Regions from separate parts of the Hordeum vulgare genome. Here region 1 is linked to region 2. A link is a contact called in public Hi-C data. All regions are on one chromosome and are shown on one strand. Each heading gives the region's core, a stretch centred on a gene start, on an enhancer-like site or on the middle of the called end of the contact. The rest is flanking DNA. Distances are from core to core; before and after follow the strand shown. Region 1 holds the start of LOC123408825. Region 2 holds the start of LOC123407428 (THO complex subunit 4D-like).

Region 1 (6,857 bases), core at 1,447-3,946, 530 kb before region 2:
CAACTCCCTTTTTTTTGGGGTACGAAACGATGATAGAACCAGCCTGAAATGCCGATTGAAGATCCGGGCTTTAACTGCTGGAGCTGCCATCCAGTTTAAGCTTAATAAGGTTAAAACACGTGCGACCTCGTCCGTTGGTGGACATGTCATGTGCAGCAGTGCAGGTGCCGCGTCTTTTTCTGGCCTCTGGGCCCTTGCTGGAATCTGAAGCTTTGCTTCAAACCAGAAGCAATTCTTTCTGCGTACACCTCCTCCTCATCATCATTCTGCTGCCGCGTGGGGGCAGCAGGCATGGCGAGCATGCCCGATGCGGCACAATCGCCGCAAACTTGATTCCGAGAGCGACCGATGAAGACGAGCCCATGCGGTGGATCGCGTCGAATGTCGATCGCCGTGCAATGGCGTCGGGATTTCGTGTCCGCTCACGGCGGTCAGCTGGCACTCGAATCGCCGGGCGACGTGGCGTATCTTCCGTCCGTGCGATGGGATCGGGCTTCATGCACTGCACGGACAGGGAAGAAAATGCCACGGTTGCCGCACCTGTACCGGTGATACACTCACTGCTGCGGATCTGCGGTGCATGCATGCACGGCAGCGCACAACAGTATATAGTCGAATATAGTAGATACGAACGACTTTACTTTGCCCACTGCAGCTTTGCGTAAATTTTTCTTATTACTTTCGATATTTACACAAGTACGTACAGGAGGTAAAAAAAAACTGAGGGGTGTAACAACATGAGCACATAGTTTTGTCACTTTTGTTGCACTGCCTCCGATTCTTTTCGATAGTAATAAAGTAGAGCAAAAGGAGAAAGAAAAGAGGGGAAGCGAAGCATCAAACGAAGAATTTTGTACTGGCCCAGCCCAGAGGGTCCGATTCCGAACAAGAATAATTATGGGAGAAATGAAGCGGCAGCGGCAGCGGCAGAGAGAATCAATCCGTGGGATGAAGAAAAAGAATGATGCTGCATTCAGTCGGCTTTCACGTACACGGCGTAAACGCCCCTCCGAGAGGCAGTTAATTGCGGGGCGTTGCCACTACCCCGCGCCGCCGCTGCAGATGCCGGTGAGCAGCACCGGGAGCCTGGCCAGCGACGAGGACGTGGACGACGACCCTTCCGCGGCCCGCTGCAGCCGCCACCTCCCGCGCTCCTCCGGCGGGGCGGCGCGCTGCTGCGGCGGGCGCACCCTCCCGTCCTCGAACAGCGGCGTCGCCACCACCGTGGGCGCCTCCGGCTCCTGCGGGCCGCCGCCGCCGCCGCCGCACAGGAAGTCGGCGCCGGCGTGCTGCCGCTCCATGTCCAGGAACTCGCCCAGCCTCGTCGGCGGCCCGCTGGCGTCGTCGCGGCACAGCCGCCACCAGCTCCCGCCCCGCCGCCGCCTCCTCCGTCGCCACCCGCCCGCCCGCCGCCCGTCTCGCTCCTCCGTTGCCGCCCGCGTCGGCCTCTCGCTCTCCTGCCCCGGCGGCGCGCGAGCCATCCGCCGCTGCGCAGCGCCGCCCCCGAACGCCGACACGCCCATCAGCGTCCCCAGCGTCGTGCTCCTGTCCGGGAAGAAGGACCCCGTCGACTGCCAACAGATCAAAACTAACAACATCGTCAGCGCACGCAAGATAGAAAACGGCGCAACTGCAACTGACCGCACCCAGCCAGGAAATTCGACGAAAAACCTCGGTGTCCAGGTCGGAGGAGGACGGCGAGGAGTCGCCGGACGGGGAGTAGGGCATCATGTCGTCGTCGAGGTCCATCGCTCGCTCGCTCGCTCCGGCGGAAAGGAGGCGAGGCGAGGGTGCGGTGGTGAAGGTGGGAGGAGGAAGACGAAGGGTTTATAAGCAGTTGTGGATCGGCCAGGCCGGGGGGCAGTTGATCGGGGCTGGGGGTGTGTGGTGTGGTGCCGTGACGGCGACGTGGTGCCGGTGCGGTGGTGGCTCCCTGCACTTGTCGGCATTTGGTAACTTCCACGGCTCAACAGCGCGAGTGCACGACTCGACTGTGCGCGCATATGCTCCATCAAGTTTAGGAGCCTGTACATCATGCAGCCCGTGATCGATCCCCCCTTGCAACATTTGGATCTCTTCAGGGAAGGGAAGGGGTCTTGTGACTTGTGTCACTAAACCCTGCAGCCGGTGGGCAGTAATTTTTTGCATAAAGTTCATGTAAATTCCTCACCAAGTTTCCGGCATTTCAAATGGGTCTAGGACCTGATCTGGATGAGCGTGTGGTTGACTGGAAAGTGACGTCAGAATGTTCGGTTTGGACTAGTCGCCCTGGCACAATTACGCCACTATTGGGACAAGGACTAGGTTTTCCATAGATGTACAATGCATTGAACTGAATGCACTGTTTGCTCACCGCTTTGCCATAGGCCGGAAAAGGTACAAGTTAGCCCTGATGATTTGAGTTTAGTCCTGCTTTTCGTGATCGGTCATTGTCTAGTTGTCTCTTCTTTGGCCAAGATTAGCTATGTAGACGCTTTTAGATCCAATCAGCCGATTTGATTGAGTCGGAATGAATTCCGGGGTTGGATTTTTCAGCTCCAAACGAATTGTCCCCATGCCCCACGAAAATGCGCCGTTCTGCCCATATCCCTGTCTCTATCCTATTGTTCATCGGCTGCGTGGCGAATCTAGCTTTGTTTCCTCATGAACTACATAGTTTACTCGCACTGCCCACCCCACCCACTACATACTGTCTCGATTCTATAGATGTAAGAGTATGGTAAATTGCTTTTGGAGGCCGAGCTCTACGAAGGCCTTTAAATTCAAACTTTAAATTTCATAAAAAATCATATTTTAACATTTTTTTTTGAAAAAATACATAGATAGATGAAGGTGTAATACATAAGTATGTAAATTTTCAGAACTAAATATGTTGAAATGAGGGCTATGAAAAAAAGACAAATCCAAAGCTTTTTAACACATGACACTATTTATCTTTCGAGACAATGAATATGTCTTTTTTGTACAGGTCGCGTCTTAAAGTATTTTGGTCTGAAATTTTACACACACATGAATCCCACGCTTGTTTAGTTGTATAATTTTTTTCAGATTTTTTCAAATCAAAATTTTTGAATTTTGATTTTTTCAAAAATTTCGTCCTCCATGGCTTCCGGGAGCCAAACGTCCTTTCCCCAAGATTACCCATTTCTTTATAGTATTTTCAAACTAAAATGACCTGATTTTTTCAAAGTTATGGAAAACGAGATTATATGGTTTAGACTCGTGTTCACACTAGCATTTTCAATTAACATTTTCTCTACATGGTCCGAAGTTGGAGGAAGAGATAAGTGACGACTAGTTGGCACAGAAGCAGTGGAGGAGGACGGAATTTGTTTAAGGTGAGGCGAAGTCTTAAGCAACGATTATTTTAATGTGAAACCAAAAGAGTGAATACACATCAATAATGCACAATACTATTTTATGTGATTCTCGAACGAATAACCAAGTACAACGAACATGTTGACATATTTCAATAGAAAGACAACATAAAACATACCAACAATGAATCTTTCAATGACATCTACAAGACCTAAGCAATGACACCGTCATATCCTCCTTTTAAAAAACTTCCTTAATTTTATCAAGATCATAACTTTCGAAGATCCTTCTCTCAATGTAACACACCTCATTAAGCCAGCCATCGAACATCTTGCCGCACAACTTAGTCTTGATGATTTTCATCGCTGAGAAGACCCTTTTAATTGGTGTCGTTGCTACTGATAGTACCAATACCAACTCAATGTGGCGATAACCAACAAGAAATATGACATGCCTTGCAAGTTCAATCATCTTTTTAGCCAGGCTTGCAATATCACGAAAAGCTCAAAAGTCTTCAATTTTTCTCATACAAGTACTGAATAGCTCAAGGTTACCTTTTTAGCCAGGCTTGCATCCTATGTGATCTTATGTGGTCAGCTTGGGTCTTGCGGCACAATGATCGGCTAGTTCACACTAGAAAAGACTGGTTGGATATGCTCGTGAATTGTAATGAAGTTGAGAGGGATCAGGTTATCATGTTGGTGTGGAAAATTTGGTCGTTGCGATCATACTTGGCCAATGGCAAGGAAGTACCATTTCCTCATATCTCGGTCAAGTATCTTCAAAGCCGCGTGTCTTCGGTAACAATGCGTTTTAGTATAAAAGAAATCCTTAAAGGGAAGATGACAGTCAACATGGGTCCTCCTCCTAGCACACGAGTGATTTTATTGGTGCTGCCATGGTCGCCACCCCTCATAGACCGGGTTTCTTATCGTTGGACAATTCCTTTTCACCCGTTGACGGCACTACGACAACATGTATGAGTTTTACAGTCATTCACCCTTTGTTTAAACCAAGTTATGTCTTTAAAATAGAGATATTCGCTCCGATATTGGTACTAGTGACTAATGAATGCAAATGATTCCAAAAAATCATCTCTTTGATGTGTTTCCACTGAAAATGGGATAAAATGGAAGAAATCACGTAGGAACATGGAAAGGAGTAAAAGAGAAGATAGAGGAAATCAAGAAGAGGTGCATGATATGTCTCCAATGTATTTATAGTTTTTATTGTTTCATGCTATTATTTATCAATCTTATATGATTTATACACAATTTTATATCTATTTTGGGAACTAACCTATTGACTCAGTGCCTAGTGTGAGTCGCTATTTTTTGCGTGTTTTTGGCTTTTCAGAAAATAGGTACCAAACAGAGTCACGTAGGAACTTTCTGACGATTTTTCCAGGACCAAAAGAAGATCTTGAATCTTAGGAGGGAGTCCAGATGCTGCACGAGGACGCAACAAGAGCAGGGGTGTGATACTTCCATTTTGCATCATGTTTTCATGTTGATATTTATCGCTTCTTGGGCTGTTATTTCACTTCACGGTACAATACTTATGCATTTTCTCTCTTATTTTGCAAGGTTTACATGAAGAGGGAGAATGTCGGCAGCTGGAATTCTGGCCTGAAAGAGGAGCAAAGTTGAGATACCTATTCTGCGCAACTCCAAACGCTATAAAAATCAACGAGGATTTTTTTCTGGATTTATAAAAAATACTGGGCCGAAGAAGCACCAGAGGGGCGCCAGCAGGTGGCCACAAGCCTGCACGTTGCGACCACCCCCACAGGCCGTGCCAAGGGGGCTTGTGGGCAGCCTGCTGGCCCACTGGCCCCCCTCTTCTGCTATATGAAGGTTTGCGTCTGGAAAAAATAAATCAGGGAGGAGCTTTTTCGTGGATTCGCCGACGCCACGAGGCGGAATTTGAGCATAATCAATCTAGAGCTCCGGCAGGACGATCTTGCCGGGGAAACTTCCCTCCCGGAGGGGGAAATCGTCGCCATCGTCATCACCAACATTCTTCTCATCAGAGGGGACTCATCACCATCAACATCTTCATCAGCACCATCTCATCTCCAAACCCTAGTTCATTACTTGTAACCAATCTCCGTCTCGCGACTCCGATTGGTACTTGTAAGGTTGCTAGTAGTGTTAATTACTCTTTGTAGTTGATGCTAGTTGGATTACTTGGTGGAAGAGTTTATGTTCAGATCCTTGATGCTACTCATTACCTCTCTGGTCATGAATATGATTATGCTTTGTGAGTAGTTACTTTTGTTCCAGAGGTTATGGGATAAGTCATGCTATAAGTAGTCATGTGAATTTGGTATTCGTTCGATATTTTGATGTGTTGTATGTTGTCTCTCCTCTAGTGGTGTTATGTGAACGTCGACTACATAACACTTCACCATTATTTGGGCCTAGAGGAAGGCATTTGGAAGTAGTAAGTAGATGATGGGTTGCTAGTGTGACATCCTCGACTTTTGCTACAGTAGTAATTGTAATTAAGCTACAGTGATCAACCGTTAATGATGCCACGTCATCGAATTCCCATCTCGGACCCGCGTGGATTCGCGTCTGTCCGGATCGATGATTTGAAAGAAAAGGGAAGCCCTTTATCGGTTCATTACAAGTGTTAAAAGGATATATATGTAAGGGGAAAGTATTAAAGAAATAATAATAAAAGAAAGGAAAGAAAACTGAAAGAAAGAAATAATAAAAAGAAAAGGGAAAAGAGAAAACAAAATAAAAACCAAACAAAACAAACAAAAAAAAAAAGAAGGAGAAAGCCCCCCCAGCCGGCCCAAACTGGGCCAAGTGGCCCAGCCGGCCCCCCCCGCCAAACCCTAACGCCTCCTGGCGCCACCCCACCCCCACGCCAACTCCCTCCCCCCCCCCTGGGCGCCGCCGCCGCCAGCCACCCCACCCTCGTGGTGGGGCCCCACCCCCACGCGCCACCTCCCTCTCTCTGCTCCCGTGACTCCCTCCCCTCCTGTCGCCCCTCCTCCCCACGATCCCTCCCTCTCTCTCGGCCACCCAACCGAGAGCCCCATCTCGCCTTCCCCCACCTCGCCCCTCTTCCTCCCCAACCGGCGGCCGGCCTTCCCCCTCCCCGCCGGCAGCCCTCTCCCCCGCCGGCCCCCCTCCCTCCTTCCTCTCCACGACCTCCTCCCCCCACGGCCACCTTCCTCCCCGGTGGCCCCTCCCCTCGCCCCGCCGGCCAAGCCCTCCTCCCCGCCGGCCGCGCCCCTCCCTCCTCGCCGGCGAGCCACCCACTCCGCCGGCAGGGGGCCCCGGTTGCCTCGGCCCCCCATCTCGGCGGCCGGCCCCTTCCGGGAGGTCCCTCTCCGGCGGCCGCCCCTCACCGCCGGCGGCTCCACCTCCGGGGGCCTCTCCTCACCGGGGCCCTCCTCACCGGCTCCTCCTCGCCGGCACATCATCACCGGAACCTCACCGTCACCGTCTCCACCGTCACTTCGCGCGAACTCCGGCTTCACCGGGCCGTCACGTCACCGTCGGTGAGCCCCTCCTCGGGCT
Region 2 (7,065 bases), core at 1,454-3,953:
TCCCCATGCCTCCAACCGTGTGCCAAGCACCAGCAAGAAATTTTGTTTTGTGGGGATTTGTTTGCTGATGAATGAATGTATTGAATGTAAGATTGTATTGTTGTAGAGACAGAGAATGGAACACCACCTTCAGTTTGTCATCTGATCACACATTCTCTGCCACACCACTCGCCACCGCGGCTGACCTCAACCACCACTGTTGTCGATCTCAACCCACCGGCCTCCGCGGTCGTACCTCTGCCCGCTTGCTGCCCCCGTTTCGGCGCTCGAGCACAACTTCTGGATCAAATCAACGCGACAGCTACAGTGACTATGGATGATGCGTCTGCTCGATGCAGAATGGTGGCGGCGCGCGGATAAGGCGCGGCGGAGCGAAGTACTTGGAGGTGGAGGCGGGCCTCCATGGCTCACATGGGGAACTCCGAGGTTATGGGGCGGCAACGACGACTCCTTATGGCCAGATAGAAGCGCCTAACCTTTGCTCCCCTCATCGTATACCCTCCTCCGGCAGGAACTCATCATCCGGTGAGATCCCCTCCCCATGCCTCTAACCGTGTGCCAAGCACCGGCAAGAAAATTTGTTTTATGGGGATTTGTTTGTTGATGAATGAATCTATTGAATGTAAGATTATATTGTTGTAGAGACAGAGAATGGAACACCACCTTCAGTTTGTCATCTGATCCCACATTCTTTAATCCATGAGTGAAATAAGATAACAGTCCATTGATCACTTCACGTAGCTCCTTTGTTTTGTTTTGCTTGTCCCACTCAATTTCTCATCATGGTGAAATTAACAATGGACGGGTTGATTTCTCAAGAAAATAGGATAGGACTCACTACATTAGTTAGTTAGCTTATTATTTTAATAAATCAAAATGATTATAAAAAAATTAAAAGCGTGTGGTATTTTTTTCTCCCGTTTCAACGCACGGGCCCTTTTGCTAGTTTAAATAAAGTGCTTTGAAGACTTCTATAAATTTTATATTTCATGTTGGACACATCAAATATTCATGTTGCAACACACGGGCATATGTGAACACTAAGGTTATTGTCGGTAATTCAAATGAGATGCCATGTTAAAATAAAAAACATAAACCTATTAGGGCCTTGAGTCATGGTTATTACATTAAAAACATGTATTATTTTATCTCCCGTTGCAACGTACGGTTCTTTTGATAGTACTAGCAAAAAAACCGTGCGTTGCAACGGAAGAGAAAATAACACACGCTTTGAACGCAATATATTTTCATATGACATCACATTTGTGTTGCCGACGATGGCCATCGTCAGAAGTTCAGAACCAAGAGGAGCGATGTGTGAATCCCTTGCATACATCAGAGAACTCGCTCAGATATAATTATAAAAGAAGAATGTAAGCTTAGTACTCTGACATTAGCTCTGTCCAGTGTTAAACCCGTAAGCATCAGTGACAATGGGTCCACATTTCTTGCGAAGTAAATTCCCGCGGGGTCGCGGGGTTATACAAATGCCATCAATAACAGTCGAGCGTCGATGAGCTACAAGTAGATAGGCGATAAGAGTGTAACCCATAGTGAACATTTCCAGCCACCCCCTCTGAAATCTGAATGCAAACGGGAAGCATTCATAAAGTCAACTCACAAGCTCCATCAAGCTGGCACCACATAGAGCACCAACTTTGCCGCTGTATATCGCTGGTGTGTTACAGGCAAAGTGACCAACTAATCGATTGGATCCAATTTCAATGCCGTTGCATCATTTCAACTGACAAATCTGCAAGACTATCAATGGTAGGGACTGCCAGGGGAGATCCCATGGGCTGGAGTCGCGATCTCTGGAGCTAGATGGCCACCTAGCAGTGGCTGTGTGAGAAGAGAAGCGGCGGGGGAGCAACCCAAAGCACGCACCGGTGAAGGCTATGAGGTCGGGCCTCTCCGCTTCGATGAGTCGGCGCAGGAACCGGGTCGTGTTGAGGTCGGAGCAGCGCGCGCCGCCGACCTCCGGCGCCACGTCCCGGCAGCGCGTGGCGGTGCCGTTGCCGAAGTGCATGTCCGCTACCTGCGAGCAAGGGTCAGCGGGCGAGGCGCGAGCATGCAGGGGAAATCAGGCGAGCGAGCGAGCGAGCGAAGGTGCCGACCTGGAGGATCTTGAAGGCGCCGTCATGGCGGAAGCGGAGGGGCAGGGAAGGGGACCGCTTGACGCGGGGCACGGCGGCGCCGGGGTCCAGCAGGGCGGAGAAGCGGAGGAGGACGAAGGCGAGGAGGCAGGGGACGAGGAGCGAGAGGAGGCGGGTTGATTACCTGAAACATCAGGGAGTTTTTCGAAAAATGCAAAAAACGGTTCGGCTGTGACTACAAGATGGACCGCGGGTTGATTATCTAAAACTATGAGGGCTTTTGTGTAAAATGACAGGAAACGGTTCGTTCTTACTTAAAATTGGACTACGGATTAATTACCTGAAACTGCGAGGGTTTTTCTGCAAAATGACCGACTACGGACCATAGAAGCGCTGCGCGCTTTATTATTAGGGGAGACTTGTTGAGACAAAGAAAGCTTCGCTAGCAATTCGGCCGGCCACTGCGTCGATCGCTCCGGCAAACCCTGTGCGAAGCGTCGACATTACGAGGTGAGCGGCGTATAGGATTTTCCTCCCTCCCCTTGCCTAAAAAAAAAAGTTATCTCCCTCCCACCGGCAGCAAATAAAAGCAGAGCCCAATCCCCTGGGACCCGCACCAAGTCGTCTTCCTCTTCCACCCCTAGAAGGAAGTCGTCTCTCTCCTCTCAACTCCGGATCCGCCCTCGCCCCGACCCTCCGTCGGCAGACCTCGCCGAGGCGCAGACCGACAACGACACCGCCGCCGTCAAAGGCCCATAGATCTGAGCCCCCCTCGCCCTCCCTTCCGCGCTTCCTGCCAACGACCGGAGGAGAAGAATTCCCCGCCCCACAGATCCAGGATCCGCCCGCCGCCGGAGAGCCCTAGGGGGTCCCCCCCAGGCCCAGAGGTGACTTCCCCGCCCTTCTGGAACTACGGTAGCATTGGCATCAGTACGAGTATACTCCGTTGGTTGAGTCACTAACATGCGCAAAGCCCTAGCGCGGTTGGATCCCGCGGGCTCTTGGCAAACGCGGTGCATGTTATTGGCATGAACGGGTGCCGGATTTTTTTTTCCAGCTCAGTACCGCTTATGGGAACCCCCGATAGTGAGGCTGCCTAGATTAGGCGATATGGTAGTGCCCATGGTGTCGATTGGTTGCTTCTTAGAAGAGTAAGATAAGAAGGGGTAATGCAGAGATCTAGCCAGGTTGTCCTAGTGAACCTGATGTGTTCTACAAATTATGTTTTGGGGTTGTTTGCGGCAGACTGCGATAGCCGATAAGGACTACTATGCCCGGTGTACCTGATAAACTAATTGTTAGTGTAATCCTGAATGTCATCGAAAACTTCGAAGAAAGTGAAGTTAATAAGCCTACTATTCTTCGTACCACAGTGTATTTGTTGGACGAGCACAATAGTAGCATAGTAGGAAGTTTGGAAGAGCTGAACTTTTCAAAATTGTATTGTTCTGCTGCTTATGGGGTATGGTTCTTTTTCTCAACTAGTGGAAACCAATGACCTTATATCCAGTTTTTTTCCCCTATCTGTGCGTGCATATTTGTTACTCTGCTTGCTTGCACCACATCAGTACAATTGAGCAATACATAATATTAAACTTCTTTGTCCTTTTTGCAGGGCTTTCTCCCTATTGAATCTCAAGTTTTCATTGAAATGGAGGCAGCTTTGGATATGTCACTCGATGATATGATTAAGAGCAGAAGTGGGAGGGGAAGAGGAAGGGGAAGGGGACAGAGAGTTGGTCGAGGCAGAGGTGATGGCCAAAGGTCAGGCAGAGGTGATGGCCAAAGGCTAGGCCGTGGTTTAGGCCGTGGACATGGCGTTGGAACCTTCCGTGGAAGGGGAGTGCCTTCACAAAGGCCACTTGGTGTCAATACTCGCTCGTCATCGTATGCTATTGCCAAGGCAAGCACAAAATCATCGCTGTTTTTCTGTATACCCTCAAGAACCCAAATTACAATAGATACCTGACAAGAAGTGGCTATGAACTTAATAAATGGGACAGCTCAGGCCTCAGGGCTCAGTTCAGACCATATTTTGCATACTTATGAACTGTGGAGCTTCAAAGAGGATCCGAGAGGTTTCTCAATTTGAAAATGCCCTGAGAACTGCCCCTTAGCTGCTGACAATTTTGTGGCGAGATATTTGTTGGTTTGTTCTGGTTAATGCTTCAAACTGAAAAACACATTGTCTCTTCTCATGGTCAGCATGCTGATGGACTATGTATTAACCTGTTGGATACTTATTTCTCTGGATAAATTCTCTGGTTCATACAGGGGCTATCAGCTAGCACCCATTTTATGCAATGGCGTATGGTTTTATAGTTTTGCTGATGCTAGTTGACTCATCAAATACTGCGGATTGATGAGCTTTGGGGATTATGCTAACAATTTATCATCACAATCTGGGTGTGCATGCTGGGGAACATCATCAGTCATTCAACAAAACAAAGGATTTTGCATGGACACATGATCGGTTTGAGGATAGCATGGTGGCTGCTGGACTTCCTGGGATAGAAACTGGTACCAAGCTGTATGTTTCAAACTTGCACTATGGAGTGACAAAGGAAGATTTACAGGTAGCTGGATTGTTATATTATGCATGCTGGAATATTCGACAGCTTCAATCATATTGGACTTTCTCAACCTGATCTTATCTGCCGACAACTGTTTCAGGAACTTTTCTCTGAAATGGGTCATTTGAAGAACTGCATTGTCCATTATGACAATAATAGACACCCAACTGTAAGTCTCTTATGAATGCTTGTTTTTCTGCTGCAAGTTTTTACAATTAAGCACTCGCTTCTGCAAATCTCATGCTACGAGCAAGTGCCTTTTGCCCAAACATATGCCTGATCATGCATGATGCACCTATCGTGTGCATATTAGGTGTTTGGATAATCCATTGGTTGTTTGTAATGAACTTAGGACCTACTAACTATAAGCTAGAATTTGGCCCAGCACAGCCTGATGATACAGACACACACAATAACTCTTGTAAGTGTGTGAAATGATAACAGGGTATCCTTTTCTCCTGCAATATGCATTATATATTTAATTATTTATTCATGTCATATTTGATGTTGCTTGCCCAAAGCTGAATGTTGCTTTGATTTATTGCTAGTTTAGACTTTAGACCTTAGAACTTGTATCCACCAAGCCTCTTCACTGCCCCAACACATACATGACAGTATGACACACACAGAAGCTTCATGTGAACAGCCTTTTTTTTAAATAATCTTACTTTCGATAGTCTCTCCACTTGTGGCCTGAAGGTCCTGGGGTTTGAACCAGCCTCTTGCAGAATTATTATGTAAGAAATTCCCTTCCTCAGACCCCACCTTGTATGGGAGCTTTCAGCACTGGGTATGCCCTTTTTTTACTTTCTTACTTTTGATAGTCAGTGGACAACCTATTTAACCTAATACTCCAATCTTAATAAGTAGCATTATTTATTTACCTCATTCTTTTTTTTTGAATATTTATCTACCTTTACCTGCGAAACATTAGTAAAAGTGCTGGTCCCTCTATTAAATTATGACAGACCATAAAATAGAGCATGTTCTAGTAGTCCTACTTTACAGCTTTGCTCATACTGCATGTCAGAATATTATATGGTTGTATTTTTCATGGATATTCTTGAGCAGGGTTCAGCTGAGGTGATATTCACTAGGAGGAGTGAAGCTGTTCAAGCATTGAAACGATATAATAATGTACGTCTTGATGGGAAAGAAATGAAGATCGAAATGATAGGAGCAAATTTGGGTTTGGCTGCTGCTCCTGCACCTCGTGTTAGTGTTGTTCCAGGCGCAAGAGGAAGAGGACAGAGAGAAGTTGTGATGTATGGCTCTTCTTTGCGAGTGCATCTTTTAGTTAGAGGATCCATGCTTATCAAATTTACCAATCACATTATAGTAGTTTGAACTTTTTGCCTATCTGTTTCTGACTACATGATGTTTTCAGGTCCCGTCCAAGTGGGTTTGGTCGAGGTGCGACTGACTCGTCTGGTTTCCTTCCTGGGTAGGTTCTTAGGATTCCACATCTTTGTAATTTCTTTTGCTGGATAAAAATAAGAGTAGTGCAGCTTACCTCTTATGACCAGTACACAACCTTGATTCAAATAGCAATCCATGGGAAGTCTGCCAACAAGTAGTTGCTATGAAGCTTGTGTGCCTATACAACATGTGAAACTTTGTTGTCTAGTGTTGTGACTTCATATGCTATGGTGGCAACGTTTGTGTGTCTGCACATCTTTCTGAACCTTGTGGTAGTGCTAGATATTTCTAGATGTATCGATGAGCTTCATGCTTGTCGTAGTTCATTGTAGGAACTGGCAGCTAATCATATGTGATGCAGTTTGATCTAAAAAGCCAATTGTGATACAATTGGCCTGCAGTACATGTTTGATTGTTGCTTTTGCATAGCAGGGCCAAATATTTTTGAGTGTTGGTCATGCGAGCTACTCCCTCCGTTCCTAAATACAAGTATTTTTAGAGGTTCCACTAGGGGACTACATACAGATGTATATAGACATATTCCATAGTGTAGATTCACTCATTTTGCTCCGTATGTAGTCCCCTAGTGAAATCTCTAAAAAGACTTATATTTAGGAACAGAGGCAGTATTTTTCTCTAGTGTTGGCAGACAAAGTTTCCGCATCATAGTTCATGGAAAGATCTGTTATCTGCAAGACAATTATTTTATTGCCTTGAACTTTGATTAACACATTGTGTTTGTACCTTCAGGTGGAAGCGCAACAACGGCTTTGCTCAAAGAGGAGGAACAGTTCGTGGACGTGGACGTGGGCGTGGGCGTAGCACCTTCGGTCGAGGTCGTGGGCGTGGCGTCTATGTACGGAAGGGGTCGGTGAAATCGGCTGATCAATTGGACAAGGAGCTGGACACCTATCACAACTCTGGAGCAATGAATGTTGACTAAGATGCTGCATCTCATCAGATCGAACCTGGAACTT

What was found. A called contact is a pair of places that touch in the nucleus more often than the background predicts.
Region 1: a contact with region 2 is called in a Hi-C map of seedling, with 6 times the contacts expected there. The contact joins the promoter of LOC123408825 here to the promoter of LOC123407428 in region 2. A contact is called at or near these places in 3 of 6 Hi-C or Micro-C datasets (leaf and seedling) and 1 of 1 datasets of contacts at active chromatin or transcription factors (embryo).

Annotation. Positions count from the first base shown.
Region 1 is chr7H:110,912,760-110,919,616 of MorexV3_pseudomolecules_assembly, reverse strand. LOC123408825 reads right to left here and starts at 2,696. Exons shown (of 2, transcript XM_045101864.1): 1 at 1,672-2,696; 2 at 657-1,571. The coding sequence starts at 1,749. The coding sequence ends at 1,041.
Region 2 is chr7H:110,384,751-110,391,815 of MorexV3_pseudomolecules_assembly, reverse strand. It overlaps LOC123407428 (THO complex subunit 4D-like), which reads left to right and starts at 2,703. Exons shown (of 7, transcript XM_045100561.1): 1 at 2,703-2,983; 2 at 3,712-3,999; 3 at 4,529-4,672; 4 at 4,770-4,838; 5 at 5,741-5,934; 6 at 6,057-6,113; 7 at 6,839-7,065. The coding sequence starts at 3,748. The coding sequence ends at 7,031.